Linked DNA regions of Mus musculus: all the other regions are linked to region 2. The links are chromatin contacts, called in public promoter capture Hi-C maps. All regions are on one chromosome and are shown on one strand. The core of a region is the stretch at or near the end of the contact, and the rest is flanking DNA. Distances in the headings are between cores, read along the strand shown. Region 1 holds the start of Rskr (ribosomal protein S6 kinase related). Region 2 holds the start of Utp6 (UTP6 small subunit processome component). Region 3 holds the start of Rpl23a (ribosomal protein L23A).

Evidence for each region. Promoter capture Hi-C pulls out the DNA fragments that hold promoters and counts their contacts.
Region 1: a contact with region 2 is called in a promoter capture Hi-C map of embryonic stem cells, with 5 times the contacts expected there. The contact joins the promoter of Rskr here to the promoter of Utp6 in region 2. A contact is called at or near these places in 5 of 39 promoter capture datasets (embryonic stem cells, hippocampal neurons, liver and 1 more), 1 of 115 datasets of contacts at active chromatin or transcription factors (embryonic stem cells) and 1 of 9 other capture datasets (liver).
Region 3: a promoter capture Hi-C map of liver shows a contact between it and region 2, with 3 times the contacts expected there. The contact joins the promoter of Rpl23a here to the promoter of Utp6 in region 2. A contact is called at or near these places in 2 of 39 promoter capture datasets (liver and pre-B cells), 1 of 115 datasets of contacts at active chromatin or transcription factors (astrocytes) and 1 of 9 other capture datasets (liver).

What each region holds. Positions count from the first base shown.
Region 1 is chr11:78,289,395-78,293,312 of GRCm38.p6, forward strand. It overlaps Rskr (ribosomal protein S6 kinase related), which reads left to right and starts at 1,447. Exons shown (of 12, transcript NM_001287206.1): 1 at 1,447-1,545; 2 at 2,030-2,275; 3 at 2,361-2,444; 4 at 2,568-2,636; 5 at 3,011-3,080; 6 at 3,300-3,404; 7 at 3,560-3,600. The coding sequence starts at 1,489. It overlaps 2610507B11Rik (RIKEN cDNA 2610507B11 gene), which reads left to right. Exons shown (of 39, transcript NM_001002004.2): 38 at 1-26; 39 at 410-1,231. The coding sequence ends at 589. Gm3948 (predicted gene 3948) reads right to left here. Exons shown (of 4, transcript NR_166889.1): 4 at 3,449-3,779.
Region 2 is chr11:79,960,751-79,964,414 of GRCm38.p6, forward strand. It overlaps Utp6 (UTP6 small subunit processome component), which reads right to left and starts at 1,637. Exons shown (of 19, transcript NM_144826.3): 1 at 1,468-1,637; 2 at 1-81. The coding sequence starts at 1,559.
Region 3 is chr11:78,182,005-78,186,056 of GRCm38.p6, forward strand. It overlaps Rpl23a (ribosomal protein L23A), which reads right to left and starts at 1,580. Exons shown (of 5, transcript NM_207523.2): 1 at 1,515-1,580; 2 at 799-982. The coding sequence starts at 1,539. Snord42b (small nucleolar RNA, C/D box 42B) reads right to left here and starts at 1,109; the gene lies at 1,055-1,109.

The sequences.
Region 1 (3,918 bases), core at 197-2,696, 1.7 Mb before region 2:
ACAGCCGAAAAGCTCTGGTTGCCCAGGTATCTCGCCAGGGCTCATGGCTGTTTCGTTAGCAGGGACTGGCAAGCACATTGCCTTTTTAAGAGCCTTCTCTTCTGTGCTGTATTAAGAGATGGCCAGGAAAGGGGCAGATAATGACTGATCTGTCCTTGTTTGTCCATGCCTTTGCCCTGGTATGCTAGTGACTCATTAATTTTGAGGGAATTAAGGGCTTCTACAACATCAGCTTTATGATGGTTCTGATTAGATTGTAAGCTTCTTACAAGCAGACTATTATCTATATACTTTGAAGTGCCCTTTTGTGTTTACATATAAGCTTAATAAATCTTTGAATTGGTTCACTTTAAATTGTACACCCCGTTTCACTAATTTTTCCTTTCCTTTTATTCCTTTCCACTGCCAGGTAATCAAAGAAAAACTAAGGCTGAAACCTGCAACGGGGTCTGAGGTCCGGGGAAAGCTAGAAACAAAGTGTGACCTGAACATGCAACAGCAGGAAGAAGAGAAAGCTCGGCTCCTCATTGGTTTAAGTGTGGGCGACAAGAACCCTGGCAAGAAGTCCATCTTCGGCAGGCGCAAGTGATGTGGAGACCCAAGTGACTACAGTATAGAATTGACTCTGGCTCAGGATCCAGGGACTTGAGGGTGGGCAGAGCTTCCCTTCATCCTGCAGGATTTGTGGGGCATATGGGAACTGAGAGACATTGTTCAACAGCTGGCCTGTCCCTGCAGGGCATGGTGGACAAAGCGCTGGGTTCCCTCTCATGGGATTAGACCCAGGGCCACAGGGGCAAGAAAACCAGAAGACCCAGGGATTGTGTCCAAGCCTAGTATCCTGCTCTTTCGGGGCAACAGAAAGGGTTGGGGGATAGTTTTGATCAAGTATGATAAATTTTTATAAAGATATATATATATAAAACATATATATATATTTCTAAATGTAATTGCTCTCCCTTTGTGCCAATAAGCTAAGGGAAGGAGTCTGATCCTCTGTGCCTCACTCCACTGCCTTGTTGTCTAAGAGGTGTTGGGTTTGGGGGATAAACTTCCCAGTCTGTGCTCACTTGGGAGGATGGCATTAGGAGCCAGGGCTGGCCATGGGTACCTTACTTTCCTCCCTGGGGTATGCCCAGGAGAATGGAGAAAAAAGAGATTTAAAGAAAAAATATTTTAAATTTGATGTTGGCCTTTTTTAATTGTATTGAGTAAAAGCGTTCAAGTTGTCTGTGTCCTTCCCTCCTCACTAACCCAACACATTTTTTAACTGCCCCAGTAATGACTGGTCTTGTCTTTCTCCTCTGCCTTGAAGTCTTACCACAATCACATATACTTCCCAGTTTGGGTATGATGCTGACCTAAAGCTGATGGGTCTGTGTACACTGGAAGAGGTGGGGCTCATGGGTAATGCAGCATCAGAGGGAGGAATTGCTTATGTAACTTGGACAACAGATTTAGCAGCGCGAAAAGAGGCAGAGGCTGGAAATGGGAGCAGTAAGCTGTCGGCAGGGACAACACACCCGGGTGTCTGCTCCTCAGAAGGTAGGGTATGGGGCTCTGGTATAGGCTCTGGCTGCCTATGGGAGGGAAATGAAAGATGTAGGGGCCTGAGGCTAGAAAGTGCCCAGTTAGGAGACTGTCACTGATATCCATTGTTGGGGTGGGCATAAAGGCTATAGAACTCACTTATGCACAGGTTGTATTCCTGTTTTGTTGTGAAAACATAAACCTGTTATTGTCATGGAGATTTTGAATTAAGTCAAGGAAATTTAGGTCACATCACAAAGCCTGGGAATTTTCCTTCCCTCTAGATAAGTGGTTGTCAGCATGTGTGTTGTGACTCCTTTCACACGGGTTACATTAGATATCCTGCATATCAGGTACTTATACTGCAGTTATGAAGTAACAGTTTTATGGTTGGGGGTCACCACAGCATTGGTTAAGACTAGAGGAAGGGGTGCCTGTTAAGATGGGCAGAACCTGCAGTGCTTCATGAGCAGGCTTAGAATGGCTCCCTTCTCAGCAGGGTGACAACATCCAGGGTCACTGGGTCCAAGGCTGGAAGAGCCTCTGGTGTGGTATGGGGACCATCAGGTCAGGTCTGGAAGAACTATGGGGACTACAGAGGCATCAGTGCCTACATCAGGAGCTGCTCCAGCCAGCCCCACTGCTACTAGAGAAGCCTCAGTCTGAGTGGCCAGTGCCTCAGTTCATCAGCCTCTTTCTACCAGAGTTTCCCGTGAGGCCTGTTAGGGAGCAGCAGGAGCTGAAGGTAGGTCACCATAGCCCCTGGGAAGTGTCTGTTTTAGGGAGGAATCTACAAACAACCAGTCTCAGTTTCCCTCTTCTTTGTTCAGATTTTAGGCCTTGTGGCTAAAGGTTCGTTTGGAACTGTCCTGAAAGTGCTAGATTGTGCCCAGAAAGCTGTATTTGCAGTGAAGGTAGGAAGTCAAGCGATGTAGCTTACTCAGTAGATCCTGTTTACAATCTTTAGTTCCAGAGATTAGGGGGAACAAGTTAAAATAGCATGATTTTCATGAGTTACCATGCCTCTACACTTATAGGTGGTGCCCAAAGTAAAAGTTCTACAGCGGGATACGCTGAGGCAGTGCAAAGAAGAGGTTAGCATCCAGGTATGCAGAGTTCTGAAAGCATGGCTGGAGACCTGAATTTGTTGGAGAAAGTACCTTTTTCCAACTTACCTGGTTTTCTTGGGTCTACCTTCCCTGTATGTGTCCGTCCTGGAGTAGATAGCACCAAAGTAAATCCTGAGAAAAGTAGTTATTAGCTGAGGACAAGCTCCAAGTTCTGCCAGGGGACTCTACAGTGTATCGTGGTGTGCTCCTAAGCAGTGTGCTGGCTCCAAGGTTTTCCAAGAGTCCTAAATGAGTTCTGAATCAGAAGGTGAAGCAGCAGTTCACTTCTACACAAGGCAACATGTGATTTCTTAGCTGCCTTTATCATCAAGAAGCTTGTTTTCCTAACTTGCTGTTTTCTTTGTCCATAGCGACAGATCAACCATCCTTTTGTACACAGTTTGGGGGACAGCTGGCAGGGGAAACAACACCTCTTTATTAGTGAGTGACTGAGCTTTGTCTTCACCCCCAAAGATCCATATACTGCCCTCCCCACCTGACATTATTCTGCCTTTGTTTGGCTCCACTCCTCATAACATTTCTATATTCCAAAAGAGGGAAACAGATGGTGGCATTAGTTTGGGCAGGAGGTCCATAATGCCTTGAGCCTAGGCATTATGTATAGACCTCAGTATTGCCTAGACTTGTGTTACTTTGCAGTGTGTAGCTACTGCAGCATGGATCTCTACTCCCTGTGGTCTACTGTTGGTTGGTTTCCAGAGGATTCTATCCGTCTCTTTGCAGCTGAACTGGTCCTTGTACTGTGTAAGTGCAAATGTGGTAAAGGAAATAAAAAGGGGGAAATTAAGTTAGTGGGGAGGAGAAACAGAATTAATATTTAATTTTGGAAGTCAGGATAGAGGAGAGATAGGGGCTACAAAGAAACTGGCAGACACACCCATGCCCACTGTTCTCCACAGGCTATCTCCACGACTTGGGTATCATCCACCGTGATGTAAAGGTAGAGTTAAGTCTTTTCTCTTAAGTTGAGCAAGGATCTCAAGAAGTTTCCACAGATCTGAGAAGGCAGTAGGAAGCAGAGACGGTTATTTGGGTTCCTATGGATGCGAAGGATTTGGGTGTGGGTCCTCCAAGTATAGGCTTGAGTGCTGAGTAGACTACCTTCTCCAGCTAGCAGCTCTACGGGAAAGAATGCCAGGTGTGGTCATACATGTCTATTCCCCAGCACTGTTGGGAGGCAGGAGGAGTGCCATATGTGAGGCTGGTATATAAAATTCCCAGCTGGCCTGAGCTACACAGTAACACCCTATGTCAAAAA
Region 2 (3,664 bases), core at 387-2,886:
ACATAGTTGATAAAGTCTTCCTTGAGAAGGGTTCTCCGATGTATTTTGTATTCTAGGTCGGAAGCCTTCTTGATGATAGCCCTGCAGAGAGAGCAAATTACACTGTGACATTTGAGAGGTTAAATGTGATTTTTATTTGGGATATACCGAAAACGGACATTTAACAGGAACATCTAGTTCCTGAACACAGTTATCTTCCACAGGCAAAGCACGCATTCTCTTACACACTTACTCTATGCTGTTACACACTTACTCTATGCTGTTAAGAACATCCACATACAGTTTTAAACTTTCAGGAAAATCACCTCAGTTGCCAAGATCATTACTGTTCCCACCAGCAAAGTAAATAATGCCTAATGCTTTTTATTATTTATACATACTAACAAAGATTTCTCCTCCAAATTTAGGCTACTTAGGGGCTTGTCTTGGGGTGTGTGTGTGTGTGTGTGTGTGTGTATGTATACATTCTCTAGAATCAAACTCAAGGCGTTGGCATGCTAAGCAAGCACTCTGCAATGCTCTTAGCTTCAATGCTTAGGTTTTTGTTAACCAAATCTCTATCCTAAAATCTTGGGTCTATTTTCAGCATGTAAATTCTTAAAACCTAAATTGTCTCTAACTAAATATTACGACAAAGGAGTGAGCATACATGTGTTCTAAGAAAAACAGAATACTCAAGACAATATTTAAGAATGGTAACACATTTAGCACCGCGCCCCCCTTGTTTTTCCAGACAGGTAGCACTCACAGGGATCCGCCCACCTCTGCCTCCCAAGTCCTGGGATTGAAGGCCGGTGCCCTGACTCCGGGCAACATTTAGCACTTTCTAAGCGTCCTCGCGGTGTTTCCTAACGTTTTTCTTTGCGGATCCTACACTCACACTACTACTGCACTTTTATCTAGAGTCATAGAAAAGTAAACTGTTACAGAAAATCACTAAAAGTAACTGATTTTACCAAATTACCAAATGCCAACTATATTCCGTGCCCTGTGGCAGAGCGCTAAAGAAGCATAGGAAATGAATTGAATGGTCTTCAGTCTATAAGTTTAGTTAGGGAGACCTACCCACTCCCCCTGGGCTTCCGTGGCGCTGTACTCGACTATCTAAAGCTGTATACCCCAAACTTTTAAACTATAACCATTTTCTAATCGGAATTCTCCCGCCATTCACACTGCCCAGTATCCTTGACGGGCTAGGATCCTGGCTGGATCACCTTTACGGCCGCAAGACCCTGACCATTGGATGACGGTCAGTAGGAAGGGTAAACGGACTGATTATGGATCGCATTGCAATACGTTAAAGTTGAATTCTGACCGTGGTCAAATTCCAGCCACGGACTTTTCCCTCTGCTAGCATGGTAGCTACAAACAAACTCAGAAAAGTCAGCACGCCGGTCCCCGCCACACACTGGCCTCAAGCTCCCCTCCGGCCTCCCCGCTCCTTCCTCTTCCCTGATCCTCTCTCACTTAATCTCCGCGTGACTGAAGAGTCCGATGCGCTCCAGCTGTTCCAACTCCGGGATTCGATCTTCTATACGTTCCTGAATTATCTCCGCCATGAGGCTGGAACTTCACAAGCAGCCGGGCGGCCGATAAGCGTAGAGAACAGCCACCTTTCAGCCTCACTCTTAGTGATTGACTGAACGTGCTTCGTAAGTCCCGCCTTTTCCGCTTCCGCCATTGGGGAGCCCCTCTTTTCTAGCGAAGCCGCTGTCGCCTCCCTGTGGTTGACTATAGGATTGCAGCAAGAACCTTTTCCGGTCTGGGAATGCATCTTTTGCGGGGGCGGGGCTGGGGGCGGGGCTAAATCCTCGCGCCTCGGAGACCGGAAAAAGCTCCTCCCGGAATACCTGATAGGAGCTTTAAGTACGCTACCTGGAAGTCATTTGTTTTTATCATGCTCCTGTCGCAGGTTCTCGCTTCTCGTCACCGAGAACACTGAAAACTAAAAAATGTAACTGAAGACGATATTGTTAATTATGCAAATTCGATGAGGCTCTAAGGCTGCGGACCAGCTGCCCTGGTCTTAGTCGGCTGGCTTCACGAAACCAGTATGGTAACCGTGCATTTTCACGTCCCAATGAAAGCCTCTGAATGGTTGGTTCTTTTTAAAATGGTGAGAAAAAATGTATTATTTAAATAATTAGGGCCATCGTGCTACCTAGCCTGGCAACCTAAATTCGGTAGAAGGAGAGCACTGACTCCTGCAAATTATCCTCTGATCTCAACACGCGTTCTATGGCGCGTGTGCCCGCCCACGTGAATACACACACGGTTTTTAAATTAAAAATAAATATCTTGACCTATGTAGACAAAATACTTCAAAATTTTAGGCACTGGATAAATAGCAGAAACTGTCATTTGTTTTAGAAAACAATGAAAAGTTTGAAAGTTGGTGAAATAGATCAATATTTACACAGATCTTCCTTACAACATTGTCCAAGCAAATTAGTGTTTCTAAGAGATCCACCTTGGAAGCAACATTGCTGTATAATTACTACCACCTTAAAAAAAAAATCTGTGGTTCCCTTCTCTGTTAAGTTCTGGAAGATGATAAAAAGCCAAAGCAGGGCTTCTTGCTAGACCTGTTATTAGAACACTCACGTCGTTACCCCGGTCTTCTACGTGATTTATGAGAGGGAACTAGACTTCATAGTCACCCAGAGCCACCCAGCTCCTTGCTTTCCTTCCCTTTCTGTTTCACATCTTGTCCCACTGGCCTCAGAACTGACACAAAGGTCAATGTGAGCTTCATCACTTCCCAGCCCTTTCAGATCTAAGATCTGAGACATGGAAGGAAATCATGTATGTAAATTAAAGATGCAGTTTCCTTGTAATAGTAACGCAGGACTTGTTGTTATTAGTCAGAATGGGGATGACTGTGAACAGCAAGTCCAGTGTGGGCAGGAAGCTTGTAATAATAAAAAAAAAAATCAACAAATAAATGCGCAAGTGTAAGGCATTTATAACGTTTCTTTAAGTTCAAGGAAGTCAACAAGCCTGACAGATTGTAATCCTTCCTTTCCAGACAAATTTGACAGAGAGTAATGAGCTAACTACAGTTCTTTGTTGTTTTTTTTTTTTTTGGTTTTTTTTTTTTTTGCTAACTACAGTTCTCAACTGTGCTCTCCACTGTTGTTTTGATATTTAGCTGTTATACTTATCTTGCCTTAAGAATTACTATAATAAAAATGACAAAATCGTCTCTTCACCTCAGCCTGTCATAATAACAGCTGTCTCACTATGTGCCCAGTACTATGAGCAAGGCTGTGATCTTCATGTGAATCACATGAATGTTTTATTTTTGGTTGTGAGCCTAGCCTTTACAGGCTGAGCCATCTCTCCAGCCCAGTGTTTTATTCATTTAGCTGACCCTGGTGGTGAACACCTTTAATCCCAGCATTTGGGAGGCAGAGGCAGGTGGCCATCTTTGTTTGGTTGTTTGTTTGGTTTGGTTTGGTTTTTGAGATAGTGAATCTCTTATGCATACCAGGCTGTCTTGGAACTCTCTCTGTAGACCAGGCTGGCCTCTTATTCAGAGATCCATTTACCTCTGCCTCCCCAGTGCTGAGATAAAGGCATGCAATATCACACACAACTCTATTTTGTATCATCATCATCACCATTATATCAACCTAAGAAGGCTGAAAACACCTACTAAGGA
Region 3 (4,052 bases), core at 330-2,829, 1.8 Mb before region 2:
CTCACACCCGCCCCTCTGATCTGAGACATGAACCCCAAGATGACCTTGGACTTGAGATTCTCTAGCCTCCACCACCCAGCATTACAGAATAACCACCAAGCATGGTGAAAACAATGCAACTCTAAAATTGGCCTTGAGCTATCAGGAAACAACTTTTTCTTAAGATTCTGAAAAGCCAAGTTTTTACTTATGCAACTGCCAAGTAATGACTCAAAAATTCTAGGTACAAATAGGCAATGAATTGTGTCTGGTGAGTACTTCCCCCATAGACAAAACACTTTTCAGTAAGCATTCTCTCAAACTTCCTTTGAGTAGCGTCAGAATTTGATCAATTAAGTGTCTTTCAGGCTGGAGAGATGGCTCATCTGTTGAGAACACTGACTGTTCTTCCAGAGGTCCTGAGTTCAATTCCCAGCAACCACACGGTGGCTCACAAATGTCTGTAGTGGGATCCGATGCCCCCTTCTAGTGAGTGTATCTGAAGACTGCTGCAGTGTACTCATGTAAATAAAAAAACAAATAAATCTTAAAAAAAAAAGTGTGTTTCATAACACTATTCGAAGGCCATCACTCCCCAATTGGACATCTTAATCAACACTCTCCTGTGTTCCAACAAGTCCCCTATCACTTGGAACCAAGATAAGCAACATCTCTTTGAAGTCAACTTTCAAACACTGACTAAATAACCTCACACTTCCACCGCACCAGCTCCTTCAACAATTGTGTTTTATAAGGGAAGCTACGTTAAGAACTCCTAATGCCCTACTACATGCTACTGGGTCCAGGGTCCCTACTGACTTGTTTCTCCTGGGCGCACTCTTCCGAGGATATTTTGGCTGCCTCCGGAGCCGCAGGGTCTTGGGCCGCCGGAAGGTGGGTGACGTTCGGATCTTCTTCTTTTTGTGGCTGTGGACGCCTTTCAGCACCGCCTTCTTAGCTTTCAAGGCCTTCGCTTTGGCTTCGGCTTTGGGAGGGGCAGGAGCTGGGAGAGGACAATTAAAATTAAGTGTGGCATTCGTAAAGTGACCCCTTCCGGCCGTCCTGCCAGCATGTGCATCAGTGGTTCCTTTGAAGACATCACAGGTCTCAGGAGACTTCAGATTTTTTCCATCATATGCACGATACCACAGGCAAAGATAATTAACCCGTTGTACCATCACGTGGGTGCGTATAACCCCATTTAACGTGGGGAAAGGGCGAATAAGGACTACTTTTAATCCCTTATAGGTCTGGAGACCCGGAGCGCCACCCTGTGGATGTTAAGGAGCTTCCCAAAGTCAAATGCTTGGCCATCAGTGGCGGCCGCTGCCGGCCCGGTGGCTTTGCCAATCCCCTGCACTGGAACCAGCCCATGCGGCTTGGCCCACGCGGTCCTCATACCCCGCAGCGGGGCCTAGTCGCGACAGTAGCCACAGAACAAGCCCCCCATGGCTTAGCCGGGCATTCTTCTTCCCCGCGAGTTCGCTCTGCGGGTATCCAAGACCGACCTGACAGATTCCCATACCGCAACATACCTTCCTTCTTCGCTTTCGGCGCCATCTTGGCTGAAAAGGATGGCCCAGCCCAATTCCCATGAGCTTATAGAATGGAGGCTCATAAAAGTCTCGCGATAGCTTATATATAGCACTGATTGGATGAACTGTAATATGAGGCTTCTTGGGAATTGTAGTTCCATTTAATTCCCTAGAGTGGGAGACCAAGCATGCGCCACCTTTCCCTTTGAAAGGGCTTCTTGGGAAATGTGGCGTTTTTTGGTTTGGTTTAGTTTGGTTTTCCGACACAGGGTTTCTCTGGGGGAATTGTAGGTTTTGGCTTTTTGTTTTTGTTTTTTTCTAAAGATTTATTTACTTTATGTATATGAGTACACTGTAGCTGTACAGATGGTTGAGTCTTCATGTGATTGTCAGGAATTAATTTTTTTGTTGTTTGTTTTCTTGTTTTTCGAGACAAGGTTTTTCTGTGTAGATTGGCTGTCTTGGAACTCACTCTGTAAACCAGGCTGACCTCAAACTCAAATCTGCCTGCCTCTGCCTCTGCCTGCGGAGTGCTGGGGTTAAAGGCGTGCGCCACCACTGCCCAGCATGAATTGAATTTTTGGGAACTCTGCTCACTCCAGTCGGCCCCGTTTGCTCTCTGGTCCAAAGATTTATTTTATTTATTATTATACTTAAGTACACTGTAGCTGTCTTCATTTGTTCCAGAAGAAGGTGCCAGGTCTCATTACCGGTGAGCTATCATGTGATTGCTGGGATTTAAACTAATGACCTTCAGAAGATCAGCCAGTGTTCTTACCCTAGGGTCCCTAGGTTTTGGTTTGGTTTTGTTCTGTTCTGTTTTGTTTCGTTTTGAGTTGTTCTTTTCGAGAGAGGGTTTCTCTTTCTCTAGTTCTGGCTGTCCTGGAACTCACTCTGTAGAGGAGGCTGGCTTTGAACTCACCAAGATCTACATACTTCTGACTGCTGAGTGCTTGGATTAAAAGGCCTGTGCCAACACTACGTGGCCTGAGTTGTAGGTTTTTTTTGTTGGTTTGTTTGTTTGTTTTTTGTTTGTTTTTTGAGACAGGGTTTCCCTTTATAGCTCTGACTGTCCTGGAGCTCATTTTGTAGACCAGGCTGGCCTCGAACTCAGAAATCCGCCTGCCTCTGCCTCCCGAGTGCTGGGATTAAAGGCGTGCGCCACCACGTCCGGCTTGAGTTGTAGTTTTTAAAAGAAAAATGTTTATTCCCCTAGGTCTAAAACAGTGGGTGGTTATAGCATCTGGTAGCTGTGTTAAGGTCCTTAAAATTTCAGTTCGTGAGCAATTTCTAGTCTTAGGGAAGAAGTTTGCAGTGTCAGAAGCCTATAACAGTACCAACTGGGAAGAATACAGTTTAAGGGATTAGAAGGACTAGAAGGACGGTCAACACTTAAGATCATGTAGTTCGGGCTGGTGAGATGGCTCAGTGGGTAAGAGCACCCGACTGCTCTTCGGAAGGTCCAGAGTTCAAATCTCAGCAACCACATGGTGGCTCACAACAATCCGTAACAAGATCTGACTCCCTCTTCTGGTGTGTCTGAAGACAGCTACAGTGTACTTACATAAAATAATAAATAAATCTTTAAAAAAAAAAAAAAAGATCATGTAGTTCTCTTTCAGAGGACCTGGTTGGATTCCCAGAAGTCATATCTCTGTGGACACCTGTACTTATGTGCACATACCCGTACACAAACTTATTATAAAGGATTTTTAACAGAGGCAGGCAGATTTCTGAATTCGAGGCCAGCCTAGACTGCAGAGTGAGTTCCAGGACAGCCAGGGCTATACAGAGAAACCCTGTCTTGAAAAAAACAAAAAAAGAAAAAAAAAAAAAAAAGGATTTTTAAGCCAGATGTGGATTATACACACCTTTATTCCCAGCAGTTCAAGCCCAGGTTGGTCTACATAGCAAGTTCCAGGACAGCCAAAGCTACATAGAGAGATCCTGTTCCAAAAACAAAACAAACAAGCAAAAACAAAACCCAAGCCGGGCGTGGTAGCCCACGCCTTTAATCCCAGCACTGGAGAGGCAGAGGCAGGTGGATTTCTGAGTTTGAGGCCAGTCTGATCTACAAAGTGAGGTCCAGGACAGCCAGGGCTATACAGAGAAACCCTGTCTTGAAAAACCAAAAAAGAAAAAAAACCAGGGAAAATATTTTTTGTTTTGTTATTGTTGTTTTTGAGACAGGGTTTCTCTGTGTAGCCCTGGCTGTCCTGGAACTCACTTTGAGACCAGGCTGGCCTTGAACGCAGAAATTTGTCTGCCTCTGCCTCCAAAGTGCTGGGATTAAAGGCGTACACCACCACTGCCTGTCTGAAAATAATTTAAATACAATTTGTAGCCTGGCGTGGTGACACACACCTTTAATCTCAGCACGAGAAAATAAATGCAGTCAGATCTCTGTGAGTTCAAGGTCAGCCTGATCTACATGGCAAATTACAGGTTAGTCAGGTATATGTAGTGAGACCACTCTCAAAAAGATAGATAGATAGATAGATAGATAGATAGATAGATAGATAGATAGATAAATGATAG